3 separate regions of the Sus scrofa genome follow, and all the other regions are linked to region 3. The links are chromatin contacts, called in public Hi-C and HiChIP or PLAC-seq maps. All regions are on one chromosome and are shown on one strand. The core of a region is the stretch at or near the end of the contact, and the rest is flanking DNA. Distances in the headings are between cores, read along the strand shown.

The links. Hi-C and Micro-C count contacts between places; a contact is called where the count stands out from the background. HiChIP or PLAC-seq counts read pairs in DNA pulled down with a chosen protein or histone mark.
Region 1: an H3K27ac HiChIP or PLAC-seq map of alveolar macrophages shows a contact between it and region 3. The contact joins the promoter of RNF166 here to the promoter of ZC3H18 in region 3. A contact is called at or near these places in 1 of 5 promoter capture datasets (liver), 3 of 47 Hi-C or Micro-C datasets (heart right ventricle and skeletal muscle) and 2 of 2 datasets of contacts at active chromatin or transcription factors (alveolar macrophages and skeletal muscle).
Region 2: a contact with region 3 is called in a Hi-C map of liver, with 4 times the contacts expected there. The contact joins the promoter of MVD here to the promoter of ZC3H18 in region 3. A contact is called at or near these places in 5 of 47 Hi-C or Micro-C datasets (fetal heart ventricle, heart right ventricle, liver and 1 more) and 2 of 2 datasets of contacts at active chromatin or transcription factors (alveolar macrophages and skeletal muscle).

The regions. Positions count from the first base shown.
Region 1 is chr6:975,362-978,268 of Sscrofa11.1, reverse strand. It overlaps RNF166 (RING finger protein 166), which reads right to left and starts at 1,312. Exons shown (of 6, transcript XM_021093662.1): 1 at 1,057-1,312. The coding sequence starts at 1,211. CTU2 (cytoplasmic tRNA 2-thiolation protein 2) reads left to right here and starts at 1,388. Exons shown (of 16, transcript XM_021093659.1): 1 at 1,388-1,552; 2 at 2,170-2,244. The coding sequence starts at 1,488.
Region 2 is chr6:1,006,749-1,009,448 of Sscrofa11.1, reverse strand. MVD (diphosphomevalonate decarboxylase) reads right to left here and starts at 1,343. Exons shown (of 10, transcript XM_021093666.1): 1 at 1,196-1,343. The coding sequence starts at 1,265.
Region 3 is chr6:1,080,190-1,082,935 of Sscrofa11.1, reverse strand. It overlaps ZC3H18 (zinc finger CCCH domain-containing protein 18), which reads left to right and starts at 1,395. Exons shown (of 18, transcript XM_021093665.1): 1 at 1,395-1,591.

The DNA.
Region 1 (2,907 bases), core at 63-2,562, 100 kb after region 3:
CGCAGGGCTCCCTGGGTGTGAGCAGGTGCCTGTCCTGCCATGCGCATGCTGTGTATGTGTGTGCGTGTCTGCGTGTGCAGGCTTCCCAGCTCCTGACACCATGGATGCCACCTCCCTGGGTGATGAGCAGCACACACTCAGCAGGTCCAGCTCCTTCCAGGTTAGCTGGCTTTGTTTGCAAAATGTGCTAGGGCCTCCTACCAGCCTGGGTGCACTTGGCCCCACCTCTTCAGCAGCTCTGCTGGCAGCCGGGCCCTCCTGCCCCCTCTCCCCACCCTGCTAATTTCACTCAAGAGCTGTATTATTCAGAGCTCAGGAGAGCTGGAGAGCAGGCACTCTGATCTCGGCCCCCTCCCAGCCAGGCTGGCAGCTCCCAGAAGACTGGAGTGCGGTGCTCATCGGGAAGGAGAGCCGCATGCTCAGGTTTCCGTTCCTGAAACCACCGGGTCCTGGCACAGCTGGAAACCTTTAACAAGGTGTGTGGCACCTGGTCTCCTGGGGGCCAGCCTGCATGGCTGGTCAGTGATGGATGAGACCCAAGTTCTCCATCAAAACAAAACAGCATCAGACTCCAAACAAGCCTATGCCCCAACTTTAGGGAACTCCTCTCCTCTGCAGTCAAGACAGGCAGACAGCGGGTCCGAAAAAGAGTTGACAGCAAAAGCTACAAGACATTTATTTACAACTGTCCACCCCGGTCTCCACGGGACCAGATCGAAGGCGACCGGCGCAGAGTTCGCGCCTGCTGCGCTCTGAGTCCCCAGGGAGGCCTGCCGAGGCCGTCAGCGGCCCCCGGGGCACCCGACACCGGGCAGGGCTGCTGGTCGGCCCGGTCTGACAACGGAGGGGTCGGGTCGAGAGCCCAGGGCGGGCGGGCAGGAGGCTGGGCTGAGGCGGATGAACGCGCCCCAAAGGGCAGAAACGGCTCTGCCCCAGGGGCCCCGCGCCCTCCCGCCCCCTAAGTTCTCCGCGCGCCGGGGCTGTGCCAGGGCGGCTGCAGGGCCCTGCCCGCGGCGGTGCCCGACCCCGCGGCCTCCTGAAGGCCGGCGCACTCACGTGTGGCCGCAGCTGCCGATGGCCACGGGCCGGTGGTAGACCTCTAGGCAGATGGGGCAGCTGTACTGCGCTTCCAAACCGCTGTCGCCGCCCGCAGGCCCGCCCGGTGGCTGCCGCTGCTGAGCGGACGCCACCAGGCTGCGGAACATCGCCATCCCGGGGCCGGCCCGCCGCCGCCGCCGCCGCCGCCGCCCCTGTCCCGGCCCTGCCCGGCCCGGCCAGCGCGTCACAGCCGCGACGGCGCCGAGCTGACGTCACAGGGAGCGCCCGTCCCAGACCCTCGCGTCACAGTCGCGCTGGCGTCTCGGTGACGTCATAGAGAACGCCAGCGGCCACCCCGCCCCCCTGGACGTCACAGCCGCGCCCGCGCCGCGGTGACGTAGTCGGAGCGCGCCTCGCCGCTGCGGTTTAAGGAGCGACTTGGCGAAGCCATGTGCGAGGTGGACGAGGACTACGGGGAGCCCTCGCCCGAGGGCCTGCAGCCTTCACGGCCCGGGTAAGAGTTGGGCGGCTTCCCCTCCGGCCGGCGGCGAGCTCTTGCCCCGTGGGCGGACCCGCGCTTTGTGGTCAGTCACGGGGGCTGCGCTCCGGGAATCCCGGCGTCCGCCGAGGGCGGGCCTTGGGCGTCGGGGGGCCTCCGTCGGGGGCCGAATCTCCCACCGCAGCACCGCGGGAGTGCCTGGCGGGCCGGCGCTGAGCACTGCAGGGAGAAGCTCGCTCTGCGCTCTCCCACCTTTAATTCTTGCAGCCAGTAGGGCGGCTTCGCCGCTCCCCTTACTCAGGAAAGTCGGAGCCCCTTTCTCTTCCACCCACTGACTCCACTTCTCCCTTCTGGGCCGCACGGAAGTTGTCTCTCTTCTGCCAGCCCCTGAGAGACTGAGAGGTGGCCGTTAAGAGGCCACTGAACCGGCTTTAGCAGACTAAAATCCCCTTCGGTCCCTGGCCTTTCCTCAGAGTGGTAGTTAGGATAAGACAAAAGCCCTGTTTCCTGGGGTATAACCCCCATTTGATCTCTCGCACGGCAGCTTGGGGTAAGAAGCAGGCTCCCATCTCCCTGATGCCCTTGGGAGGAGGTGTAATTTGCTTTCCTGTTTTTTCTTCCCCTTTCCAAAGCCGTGAGCAGAAGTGTGTGAAGTGCAAGGAAGGCCTGCCTGTCGTGGTGATCCGAGCAGGAGATGCCTTCTGCAGGTGAGCCCTCACTCAGCAGCCAGGGCTGCCCCCGCATCTCTGGCTTAATTTCTCGGCATTGGAAAGCCTTTTGTCCCTTTCCTTTTCGTTCGTACGTTCCGGGACTGGGGAGTGGGGGATGGGTGTGTGTGTAGGTGTTGGTTCCTGATGTGAGTACCGTTCTCCATGGGTCAGGATCTGTTTTCTCCATTATCCAGCCGTGGATCAGGTGGCAGGAAGGTATTGATGGAGCTTATGGGGAGAGTTGGGAATGCAGGTGCTGCGGGGTAGGGGGGAAGCGCCATCCCGGCAGCAGGAACACATCTAGGGCAGATGAGAGCAGCCTGGGATCTTTGGCAGGTGTTCTGGATGATGCTTGCTTTACTTGTGAGACAGGGAGGATGGAAGGAGGGCTCTAGTCTCTTCCTCCAGCTCTGAGGCTTTGGGCAGAGGGGAGCCTTAGTCCCAGAGAGGCCTGAGCGTGTTCTGTTTTATCTGAAGCCCTTTGTGGTCCCTCACATAACCCTGGAATGAAAACCCTCCAGGTGTTTGATCATGTGCCCAAGGACAGGGTCTGTCTCCCGTTTTATTCCTGTTAATTTCTGGTGGTGGTGCATGCTTTGTATAGCAAAGAACGCTTATTGAATGAGTGGCTGACAGTTTTATATTTAAAGTTTTTATTTT
Region 2 (2,700 bases), core at 94-2,593, 73 kb after region 3:
ACCCGCATAAACCGCCCAACTGATAAAAGTGCAAAAGCGGTTCGGCAGAGGAAGCTTGGCCTCTTCCAAGGCTGCTTGGGCACCCCTAGCCAAGCAGAGCCGAGACCCCTGTCTCAGACCTCGTGCAAAAACATCACTCAAAATGGATCACAGACATCAATTTGAAAAAAACCCACTGAACCTGCTAGGAAAGAACGCAGTAGACGCTTCAGGATGGAGGACTAGGAAAGAGGGCTCAGACTTGATACCAAAAGCCACTCTAAGGGTGGAGAAGCTGCCGCGCTGGGCCCCACCGAAACCTAACAACTCTGGCCCTTTGAAAGACCCTGTTCGGATGAAAAGACAAGAAGCTACACGGTGGGAGAAAGTATTTGCAAACCACACTTCCAGCAGGGATTACTATCTAGAATAAGAATTCAAAACTCAGTGGTTAAAAAGCCACATACCTATCAGAATGGCTAAAATAAAAGCTGGTGACAACACCACATGCTGAAAAACTGGATCACACGCACATTAAACGTTGGTGGTGGGAATGAAAAATGGCACAAACGTGGGGAAACTTGGAAAAAACCAAGCATGCACCCACTCTGTGGCCCAGCAGCTGTCCTCCGGGCGTTTATCCACCAGATTGAAAGCTTACGTTCACACAAAACCTGTACTCAAAAACTTACAGCAGCTTTATTCCTGATTCAAGTCGGAAACCGCCCAGCTCCCTGGAAAAGGCATATGGCCAGGCAAACTATGGCCCCTCCGCGCTGGGAAGAGGACAGGAGAGAAGTACTGAGTCGAAGATCCACCCGGGGACTCGCCAAAAAGGAGCGAGTCAGTGGAGCCGATCCCTGGCACATTCTTGAGACCAGAACAAGACAGACACCGAGAGCAGGCGGAGGTAGCGTGGGCGTGACCGTGAGCGCCAAGCCCTGCGGCCCCCACGGGGATGGACGTCCTGTAGGGACCGTGTCCCCCGGTGTCCCGCCTGCAGATGGTGCCGAGCTCCGCGAGCCGCACCGCAGGCCGGGTGGAGGGCGGGACGGAGAGTCCTCACACCTGCACGCGAACCTACAACCACGTCCGCACAAGAGCCCAGCCCGCCTGTCCCGCGGGCGGAGGACCCGGTCCTCCGTCCAAATCCGCCCCTCCAATCCTCAGTTTCCCCGCCCGCAGGGCCCCCGCGGCCCCGGGCCCGCGCACTCACAGTACTTGATGACCGCGATGTTGACCGGCGCGGTGCAGGTCACCACTACGGGCTGCTGCTCCGAGGCCATCTCCGAAGACCTGCGCGACCCCGGCCGTCCGCCGCCGGCCTCCCTGACCGACGCTGCAGCCGGCTCCGCGATTGGCCGGCGCTGCAGCCGGCTCCGCGATTGGCCGGCGCTGCAGCCGGCTCCGCGATTGGCCTGCGCGGCCCCACCTGTTCGCCTGCCGCCCCATCAGCGGCGGGTCTGGCACACACTCCATCTCTCAGCCAATGAGCGGGATCGGACGATGGGCAGCCGACGCTGAGCCCGCCCCCGCTGGCCCGCAGACACGCTGCGGCTCTGCGCAGGCGCGGGGGTTGGTGGGCCCTGAAGCGGGGTCCGCGCAGGCGCCGCCTTTGCGCAAGCGCGTGGCGGCTGCCTTCCCGGGAACGTGCCGACGTCGGGGCTGAGCGAGGCTCCGGAGGGAGGGGGGGAGGGAGGTCGCGGTGGGCGTTCTGGGCCCTGGGGCCCGGGGCTGAGGGAGGAGGCGGTCGTCCGCGCTGGCGTGTTGAGCCGGGTCGGGAGGCCTGACACCCTGGAAGTTCCGGACGGAGACTCCAGAAAGGGGGCCCGCCGTCCGAGGTCCCCACAGATCCCTCCCACCAGTGCTTGGGTTGCAGGTTAAACTGCATCGGAAGTCGGTGCTTTCAAACCCCACTGCCCTGTTATTAAACTCCGTGTAAGCAAGCTTTTTTTTTTAACATTTTTTATTTCTGTCCTCGTAGGGCCGCACCTGCCGCATATGGAGGTTCCCAGGCTAGGGGTCTAATCGGAGCTGTAGCTGTCGGTCTAGACCACAGCTCCAGCAACGCGGGGTCCGAGCCTCATCTGCGATCTACACCACAGCTCACGGCAACGCCGGATCCTTAACCCACTGATCGAGGCCAGGGATCGAACCGTCATCCTCTTGGATGCCAGTCCAGCCAGCATTGTATTTTCACGGTTGAAATGGATTGCCACGTTTATATTGACTCTTTTATTGGTATAAAATGCACCCCTTTAACCACTTTTAGGCATATGGTTGTAGCGCTAAGTTCCCGCCTCATTGTTCCGTCACCATCACCACCCTCCACACCAGACCTTTAGAATTTCAGTGAAACTCTATTCGTTAAAGAGAGAACTCTGTTTTCCACTTCTTTATAAAAATTTATTTTTGGCTTTAAAATAGTTCAGATTTCAGTCGAGGTAGGAGAACCCAACATAGCTTCCCACTCTGGGCTCAGCCACCAGCTTTGTTCCTGGAAGTTTCTGTGTAATCTTTTCTTTCTTTCTTTTTTTTTTTTTTAAGTGTGTTTTTTTTTTTAATTTTTTTTAAAATATTTTTTTTTAATTTTCCCACTGTACAGCAAGGGGGTCAGGTTATCCTTACATGTATACATTACAATTACATTTTTTCCCCCACCCTTTCTTCTGTTGCAACATGAGTATCTAGACATAGTTTTCAATGCTATTCAGCAGGATC
Region 3 (2,746 bases), core at 146-2,645:
AGAAAGCTCCAGACTAAAGGATTTAAATTTCCACTCCTGGGAGGGGCTGAAATTTCAATTAGATTAGTCATGAAGTCTGGTTAGGCTTAGCATAAGTGACTCCATTTTGGGGCTGTTGTTTTCATTTTTTTAATTTAAAAAAATTTTTTTTATTTTTTATTTTTTTGTCTTTTGTCTTTTTACGGCTACTCCCAAGGCATATGGAAATTCCCAGGCTAGGGGTCTAATCAGAGCTGTTTCTCTTTAAACAACATTGGGAATAGTTAAAAAGTTTAAGCTTTGACATTTAAACTCAGTATCTCAAAAATGATTGTTTTGTGTTGGATCAGTTATATTTGATAAAGCAATAGCTATTTAGTTACACAGAAATAGTTTCAAATGTTTCAGCTTTGACTTTTTTTTTTTTTTTAGGGCCACACCCTCAGGATGGAGGTTCCCAGGCTAGGGATCTAATCCGAGCTACAGCTGCCGCCTACGACACAGCCACAGCAAGCCAGATCCGAGCCGCGTCTGTGACCTGCACCACAGCTCACGGCAACACCGGATCGTAAACCCACTGAGCGAAGCCGGGGATCAAACCCCCAACCTCATGGTTCCTAGTCAGATTCATTTCCGCTGTGCCACCACGGGAACTCCTAGGCTTTGACATTTTAACTCGCTATCTCGAAAATGATCATTTTGTTTTGAACTGATTCTATCTAACGGAAGGGGGGATTTAATCCCCCCAAAACAGTTTAAAAAGTTTAATCTTCGTTATTTAAACTCATTTCCTGGAGTTCCCGTCGTGGTTCAGCAGAAAGGAATCTGACTAGCATTCCTGAGGAAGCAGGTTCGATCCCTGGCCTCGCTCAGTGGGTTAAGGATCTGGCACTGCAGTGAACTGTGCTACAGGTCGCAGACACGGCTCTGCCCCCTCGTTCCTGTGGCTGTGGTGTAGCCCGGCAGCTACAGTTCCGATTTGACCCCTAGACTGGGAACTTCCATAAGCCGCGGGTGCGCCCTGAAAAGATTAAAAATAAAATAAACTCATTTCCCTGAAAGGACTAACTTTGGATTGGGTGCGCAGCCCCCCTGCGCGGAAGCTCCCCACCCGGAAGGGGGCAGGTAAGTTCTTCGCCCCACCTCCCCGGGACCCATCTCCGCGCGCAGCTCGCACAGCGGGGCGGGAACCCGCCGGCGCTCACGCGTCACGTGACCCGGAGGCCCGGGAAGCTCTCCCAGCCGCACGACGGCCGGCGCGCGCGTCCTGAGACCCGCCCGGGAGGCGGGGCCTCGGCCGCGCCTGCGTCCTGTCGGGTTCAGGCGGGCGCGCGCCGCGGGGGCGGGGCTGCGAGGAGGCAGCTGCGCGGAGGCCGGAAGGAAGCGGGCGGAGGGCGGGGCAAGAGAGGTAAGCCCGCCCGGCCCGCAGGACAACCGTCGCGGCCTGATGACGTCGCACAATGGCCGGCCCCCGCGGGTAGTGGAGCCCGTTTGTTCCGCCCGCGTCGCGCCTCAAGCCGGAGCCTGTGAGGAGCGGAAGGGTCGAGGGACGACTTCCCCACGCCGCCCCGACCTCCGCGGAGCCGTGGCCCCCCCTCCCTGCTCTCGTAAGGTAAGTGGTGGCGCCACCACGGAGGCGGGGCGGGTAGAAGGAGGAGGCCGAGGCGGCCGGGCGGGGAGCGTGGCGGCGGCGCGGAGCGGAGGCCGGGGAGCCCCGCCGCCTCCGCCTCCGGGGAGCGCTCCAGGCTGCCCGCGGCCGAAGCGTGGTTCTCGAGCCCCAGGAAGAGGACGTTGACTCAGGCACGATCCTGCGCTCCTTTCGCTGCGAGCCGGCCGGGGACCCTGGAACCCTTTAGCCCGAGCGCACGGCGGCTGCCTCCGCGCCCGCCGTGGAGTTGATCTCCCGAAGCTGTCATTTCTCTTCCGGGACATCCGCGTGGCAGTGTTTGCCGCCTACAAAGACCGGGGGAGGGGGCGGCGGAAGGAGGCACGCAGGCTCACCCTCCGGACTGGGGATGGGCTCTTCAGGAGCTTTGAACTCTCTCGAGCCTCTTGGAACTTGCCCCCTCGGCTTCCCGGTGGCACAGGTTGGACCTATGCGCTGCGCCCCAAGATGCGCGCCACTCTTTGGAGTAAACTTCCTTTCCTTTGGTAAGGAGCCCAAAGGATGCCGGGTCATTGCTGGGGGGACGTCAGACTTTAAGACTTCCGGCTTTGCTCCTGCGAAAACTTCAAGTTTTCCTGAATTCTTACGACAGCTGAGTTGGCCAGGTAGAATGGTCGATTATCTTAAGTGAGCTGTTCAGCTCCATCTGTTAGAGTAGATCAGCCTTCGGATCTCTTTGGGGAGAATGGAAGGAGAGGGCTTTTGGGGGCACAGCAGTGGCTCTCTTGGTTTCTCATCTTCACGTTGCCTTTGGAGTGGTCCTTTCCCAGAGCGGAGATTGGGATTCTCAGGGTGAGTCTGGACCTGGGCTGATTCCCATTTCCCCAACAGGAAGTCTTTTCCTAGTGATTTTACAGTCTGAACACATGTGTGGAGCCCAGCCAGCTCTGAAACCATTCAGATGTGTCCCAGAGGTTAAAACCCCTCAGCCTCTCCAATTTGAGGTGGGAGATGGTGAAACATTTTATGAAAACTTTGTGGAATCGTTCCCGAGAGCAGAAGAGTTTTTGGGTTTGTTTTTTTTTTCCTTTTTCACTGATCATCTCGAGGTGAGTGAGTGCATCCTCCCTGAGGGGTCATTTGGGGTCAGGCTTGGTCAGG